Linked DNA regions of Gossypium hirsutum: region 2 is linked to region 1. A link is a contact called in public Hi-C data. All regions are on one chromosome and are shown on one strand. The core of a region is the stretch at or near the end of the contact, and the rest is flanking DNA. Distances in the headings are between cores, read along the strand shown. Region 1 overlaps LOC107942334 (a long non-coding RNA gene). Region 2 holds the start of LOC107896562.

The links. Hi-C and Micro-C count contacts between places; a contact is called where the count stands out from the background.
Region 2: a contact with region 1 is called in a Hi-C map of leaf, with 1.6 times the contacts expected there. The contact joins the promoter of LOC107896562 here to the enhancer-like site in region 1. A contact is called at or near these places in 7 of 34 Hi-C or Micro-C datasets (callus, hypocotyl, leaf and 1 more).

Annotation. Positions count from the first base shown.
Region 1 is chrA10:102,700,995-102,704,297 of Gossypium_hirsutum_v2.1, reverse strand. LOC107942334 (a long non-coding RNA gene) reads right to left here. Exons shown (of 4, transcript XR_005902626.1): 4 at 1,541-1,820. Among protein-coding and RNA genes, the nearest start is that of LOC107942334, 5.6 kb to the right of the region's middle. Within about 2 kb of position 1,752, at least 4 of the 9 cell types and tissues checked have an H3K27ac peak or open chromatin away from gene starts, as enhancers often do.
Region 2 is chrA10:102,826,044-102,829,302 of Gossypium_hirsutum_v2.1, reverse strand. LOC107896562 reads left to right here and starts at 1,814. Exons shown (of 11, transcript XM_016821750.2): 1 at 1,814-2,053; 2 at 2,389-2,471; 3 at 2,565-2,750; 4 at 2,900-3,011; 5 at 3,140-3,173. The coding sequence starts at 2,413.

The DNA.
Region 1 (3,303 bases), core at 503-3,002:
TAGCTTGTTATTTCCACATATTACTCACTAAAGTTTCAGTTAATGGATTAACGATTGTCATTTGAGTCAATACTAAAATTTCAAAATTGGAAAAGTGTAAGGACTTTGAATGATATAATTAAAGAATATGGACTAAATCTATAAAATTATGGCTTTATAGGGTCTAACTGCAAATCATGTGAGCGGCGTTATTGAATTTTGTCAGTGTTCACTTCACTTGTCGTCACTCGCTAACAAATTAATGACAATTTCCAACTTCCTCACATATATTTTATATCAAAATTAATTTTAATATTAGTAATTTACTGTATATAAATGGAATCCTTAACAAAAATGCAAAAGAATCAATTAACTCTACTATTGCTATTTAAAATAATTAATTAATACCGTTAGCGGTTTTCGTCATTAACCATATTAACTGTAAAAATAAATTAATAAATTAATTAAATAGTGACACATGACAACTTCTGATTTAATCTAATATTTTTTATAAAAATAATAATAACATCAGAAAATCTTTATAAAAAATATGAAAATTGATATAATCTTATAAAAATTAAAAAATATATAAATTTTATCAAAAACATAAAATTCTAAAATATTTATAAAATTAATAAAGCATATTTAAAATTTTATAAAGACATATTAAATTTTATAAAAATCATAAAAATTATAAAAAGTATTAAAATTAATATAAAATAATAAAAATTATAAAAAAATCATAAAATTTTAAATTGGACCAAATCAGTCGGTTAAACTGATTAGATTAAAATCAACAAAAGTATCAATTTAGAGAAAGTCATTAAATCAGTTGACTTAATCTGGTGCGAATTTAATAAAGGAGCTGAATTAATTTTTTACATTTTTTAGGGTTTTTTTTGCCATATATTTTAATTATTTAATTGTTTCGTATTAATATTATTTATTAATTCTAAAATATTAGATTGAATAAAAAAAGTGGGGTGGGGTCTACGCGGTTTTGGCTGGTGTCTTTGGTCTGCCTGCCCCATACAACAAATTTTCTCACGCGGAGACTTCTTAAACCGGATGGATTCTTCATTAATTTCTGACAAATTTCTCTAATTGACGAAACTATAACAATGTCAATCCAAATTTAAAATTAAAATAAAGTTTGTTACGTATTTTATTTTTAATAATTAAATTATTACCTTTTTAAAACCTATGCACTTTTTTAGTATATTTTACACACTTAATTTTCAAAATAAAAATGTAATGGTTTTCAATTTAATTGGGATTGTTTAAATTAAAATGAAAAAATTAATTAAAATTGTATAAAATCGTGATTCTATGTTGTCCTTATCCCTTTTTAATAGTAAAATAGCAAATTAGATTTATCTTCCTGATGACATAGAATCACAGTTTTATACAATATTTTCTTAATCTTTTAGATAAAAATTTATAGGTGAAATTTTTTTCTATCCCCATAATGGATGTAACAACTTTAAGCATCACTTTATTTCCATAAAATTGGTTTTTGAAAAATATTTTTAAATTTTTTTTATTTTTTAAAAATAGTTTGTACATTTTAATATTCTTAATACAAAACTTTGACAAAAAAAAAGTACTCCAACCATTTCAAATATTAAGATTTTAAAAAAAACCGTAGCAGCCAAGAGTGCTTCCTATAGTGTCCTGGAGAAAGCAGTAACATCTGCGGCTTAGGATGGAGGAAAGTAGTGGTGACGTTGGGGTAGGGAGAGATGAGATCGGGCTTCTAGCTGAAGAACTCCTTCAACTCTCAGTCAAAGGATCGATGGTGGTGCTGAGTGAGAGGCCAAATCTGATCTACACAATTTGGACTGAAAAATTGTATAATCAAGATAGTTTTAAAGCACAAATGAGGAGTATATGGAAGACAAGAAAGAAATTTGAGTTTCAGACGGTAGGGCAGAATTTATTCTTAATTGAATTTGATCTTGAAGAGGATCTGGAGTCAATAATGGAAGAGAGACCATGGCTTTTCCGTAAGAGTCTTATTTTATTTAATAGATTATCTAAACCAGTAGAAAGAACTCAGATTCGGCTTATTTCTTCTCCTTTCTGGTCGAAAATAGGGGCGTGTTTACCAGAGTACGACAAAAAAGATCTATTGCATGCAATTGGAGTCACGTTTGGAGGTTTAATAAGAACTGAGATCAATGGTGAGGTGTCATCTTAGGATCAATTTAAATGTACAGAAGCCGCTTCGACGAGGTATTTTTGTATCAATTAATAATATGACTAAGTTGTGGATTTCTTTTAAGTACGAAAGTTTACCAATGTTTTGCTTTGGGTGTGGACGAATGAGGCATAGCTTTAAAAAATGTTCAGTGCTAACCCCAACAGAAATAAGTAAAATAGGTGATGATCCACCCTTCACACTAGCTTTGAAAGCAGAATCTAATTTAATTGGGAAGGAGTGCGTGAAATTTAAAACGCTTTTAAGGAGAGAAGGGACTCAATACTCGTATATAGGAGAGGAAGAACCGGTTCTGGAGAAGGGCAGAAGGCATAACGAAGGAAGGAATAAATATGAATGGGATACAAATAATGAAGCTAATTAAGGATGGTAAAGAGGACGGTAAGGAACAGGAGGATACATCAATAGCTAAGGAAGATGACCAGCTGGTGGACAATAAAAATCAGTTGGGTATTGAGCCATGCTCATCTAAGAAGAAAAGATGGAGAAGAATTGGTCCAATGGCTACTTTGACACAAAGCAGAGAGGTTAATAATAAAAGGAAGAGGAAACTTATGGAAGAAGATTATGTAATCTGATGTTTGGAGGGTGGACAAGAAGAGGGAGTTAAAAGAGCAAGACAGGAAAGTCTAGAGGAAGGCGGGGAAGTTTGGCCTCAAGTAATGCGTGAGATCATGGAGGAGAATAATCTTTCTGAATGTACAAAATCGGCAGCTGCCAATTGGCAAGTTGACCGAACGCCATGAAACACATTAGTTGGAATGTCTGTGAATTGGGGAGTCTACGGACAATAAGAAGGCTGCGATTTTTTTCTAAAGCAGCATAATCCCTATATGGTCTTTTTAATGGAGACAAAAGTTGATAAGCAACGGATGGAGATGGTCAGGAGAGGTTAGGGCTTTTTGAATGGTATCGATGTTAAAGCGGAAGGTTCGAGAGGTGGATTAAGTCTAGCATGGAAAGGTGATATCGCAGTTACTTTGAGGAGCTTTTCTAAACATCATATTGATGTCATGGTTAAGGAGGGTGATGATAAAGAAGAATGGATATTGACAGGTTTCTATGGCTCCCTTTATGTTCAAGATAAGAGTGTTTCTTGGGAC
Region 2 (3,259 bases), core at 565-3,064, 120 kb before region 1:
AGGAAGTGGTGGAATAGCAGTGGAGCAAAGGTAAGGATAGGAGGATAAGGAATAAGCATATGACTACAAATCGTGAATTTTTGAATTTTTTTTTTCTTTTTTCATGTTCACTTTACGTTCCCAATGTGGTCCTTTCACCATCCACACACTTGTTATTTCAAATCACAATACAAAAATCTTCTTAAAAATTCCCTTCAGCAATAAGAAAAAAACTAATATATATATATACTAGATTATAACTAGGGCAAAATCTAGAAAAAAAATTTAGGAAGTTAAAATTGAATTATAAATTTTTATTTTTTAAAATATAATTTTTGTTATATATTAATTTATAGTTTCATCATATTTAAATGAGACTAAACATTTTTTTTTGTTTTTGTGGATTCAAAATATAATTTTATCATATATTTATTTATAATCTAACATTTATAAGAGGACAAAATTGTAATTTTCTATTTTGGGAGGGAGAGGGCATGGCCTCTACCTGCCTTTTGGACTTGATTATAGGCTAAGTCATCTGTTTAGACTTGAAAATTGAGAGAATTTAGGTAAAAATATAGACTCGAAATAGGCTTGCACAAAAATATAAGGCTCGTTTTTTAAACGGATCATGCCTCAAGTAGGATTTTTGGTCGGGTCCGGTTTGAATCAACCTAAACTTTCTTTTCTGTTGTTGTTTTGTTGTTATTTTGTTATTATATTGCTACTATTTTCTTATTATTGTCTGGGTAAAATATTGTAAAACTCTTATTTTATATTGCTACTATTTTCTTGATTAGAGTCATTGATTGAGTTTGTTAGGATTTATATTTCAAATGATTTAATTGGACTCCTTTCATGTCATATCAAATCTAGTCAAACAACTTGAATTCGATCCTCCTTCTGTCTCCTTCCTCCATTCTGATACCAAATGATAAGAAATACAAGCGGAAAAAGGAGATGAAAGAAAATTTAAATTCAAATTATTCGACTTGAGAAACAAATATTAGAATGTGAGAAGAAACCAAATAGATTTAAAAATAAAGAAAGAAAATAAATTATCTATTTTTGGCTTCATCACAATATAGTTTATATATATATGAGTTTTTTAATGTATAATTTCTCAAAATAAATACTTATTTTTTTAAAGAATATGTTTATTTTCTAAATGATATTAAAATAAAGATATTAAAATAAAGAAAGACCTTTACAATATTATTTTAAAATTTGATTTTTCTTAATATATATTTCATTTATAATATAAATATATGATAATAAAAATAAAAATAAAGAGAAGGAGAAGAAGAAGAAAAATCCTTTCAAGGAAAAAAGGAGATAAAAAATAATAAGCCCATAGCTGGATTTTATTTTGTCGAAGTCAATATTTTGGCCGATTAATTGGGTCCGTTGACCAAAATTCAGTAGGAAATTAAATTGTTTATTAAAATTAAAATTAAATGAGAAATTAGTTAATAAATAGTAATCGGTGGGTCTACCGCTTTAATTTTATTGATAGGGGATCTTTAGACAGATAGAGACAAAATTAAAGGTAAAACACCATTTACGTTCCAATTATTATTATTACTGTTAATAATAATATTTTATTAGTTATATGAAAAAGAAGTTAATTGGTGAAATAAATCGATTTTTTAAAAATTTTTAAAAATAAATCATTTTTGGAGAAAAACATAAAAAAATCCAGTTGAACATATTTTCCTCACAATAGTATGAAAATGTGTAATTATCGAAAAATGCATCCAAATACAAGTACTTTTACTGGTATGTCAACAGGAAAGTCCTATTTAACTAATTAACTTCGACATATTCAATTAATTTAATATATTGATAATTAAAATAAATAATAATTCATCCAATTTTTCTTTAAAAAAAAACACAGAAAATCCAACACCAATGACGAAACCATACATCTGGTTTTCCAGTCTCTTGATACTTTTTCAGATTTCAGTTCACATTCTATCTCCATACACTCTCAGGAGAGGAGAGGAGAGGAGGCTCTGTCACTGCCACTGCCACTGCCACTGCGTCATTTTGTTTCTGTTTCAACTTTCACAAGGTAAATTTATTTTTATTTTTCTAATTTCTATTTCATGGAAACCAAATCAAAATCAAACCACCAATTTTGCATTTTATTGGGGGGTGTCAGAACTAAAATTGCGCTTTCAATTGCTGCTACTACTACTACTAGTACAAGGTGAAGTTGCAGTTGAAAGGCGATTGATTTTATTGCTTGTGTCCCTTTCAAAAAAGCTAAAGCTTTGTAGCTGTAGATATAGTGGTGGTGTGCATTCTTAACTCTTTCAGATCCGAATCCAATAATGCAGCAGCTGAGTTGCGACTGATTTCGCCATTTCCGTTAACCATTTTGTTTCTATTTTTGGTTTTTGTTAGGTACCCAAAAAGGAATTTCAAGAGATGGATGGAGATTCGCCTTTAGATTACGCCACCATTCAGATCCTACCTGCTGAAAACAGGTTCAACCTGCATCTCCAATGTCACTAACTCACTTACTCTTTTTATCTACGATGGAATACTCATTCTCTGCTATGTTGAATTATATGTATTAGGTATGAGGCATATAGTTGTAGTGACAACAAAGTAGAAAAAGTGGGAGTTGGGGTTCTGGAGAAGCTCTTGCCCCATTTACCAGACCTACAAAACTTGTACACCCAAGGCTCCAAAGCTGACTACAAACTCCAACCTCCTAACAATCTCAACTATGCTCACTGGTTTACTAAATCTACTTTCACCAGGTTCTCCTTTTTCTCATTTTCCATTTTTTTGTCAGAGGTCCTCCTACATCTGATAGGGTCCTGATTAATCAGGAGTCAAGCTGGGTCGGACCTCTGAATCGGGGGGCATTTTAGTTCTGCATGCGCTTACCCCCTTTGTACTTTCTCAGATTCGTACATCTTGTTGGTTCAACTGATTTAGTGGATACTGCTAAAGGTATTGAAGGTGAGATGTCTCTTTTGGAGGAAGCCAGAAAATTTCATCTTTCTCTATATGCTCAGGTAAGTGATAAAATATTGTCTGTGTCTTTGACTGTCTCTAGATTTTTAATTATATGTAGGAGCCATCGCTAACAAAAGTTTCTTTTTCTTCTTCTTCTTCTTCTTCTTCTTCTTCTTCTTCTTCTCAGGGTCACCAAGATCATATTCAAAGCAGCGAAAAAGGTAAATGTTATGTTTGAGTGAATTTAATGTTACAATTTTCTTAGATACTTGGTATAAAAGGAGTACTATTCATTCATCTTATTGCC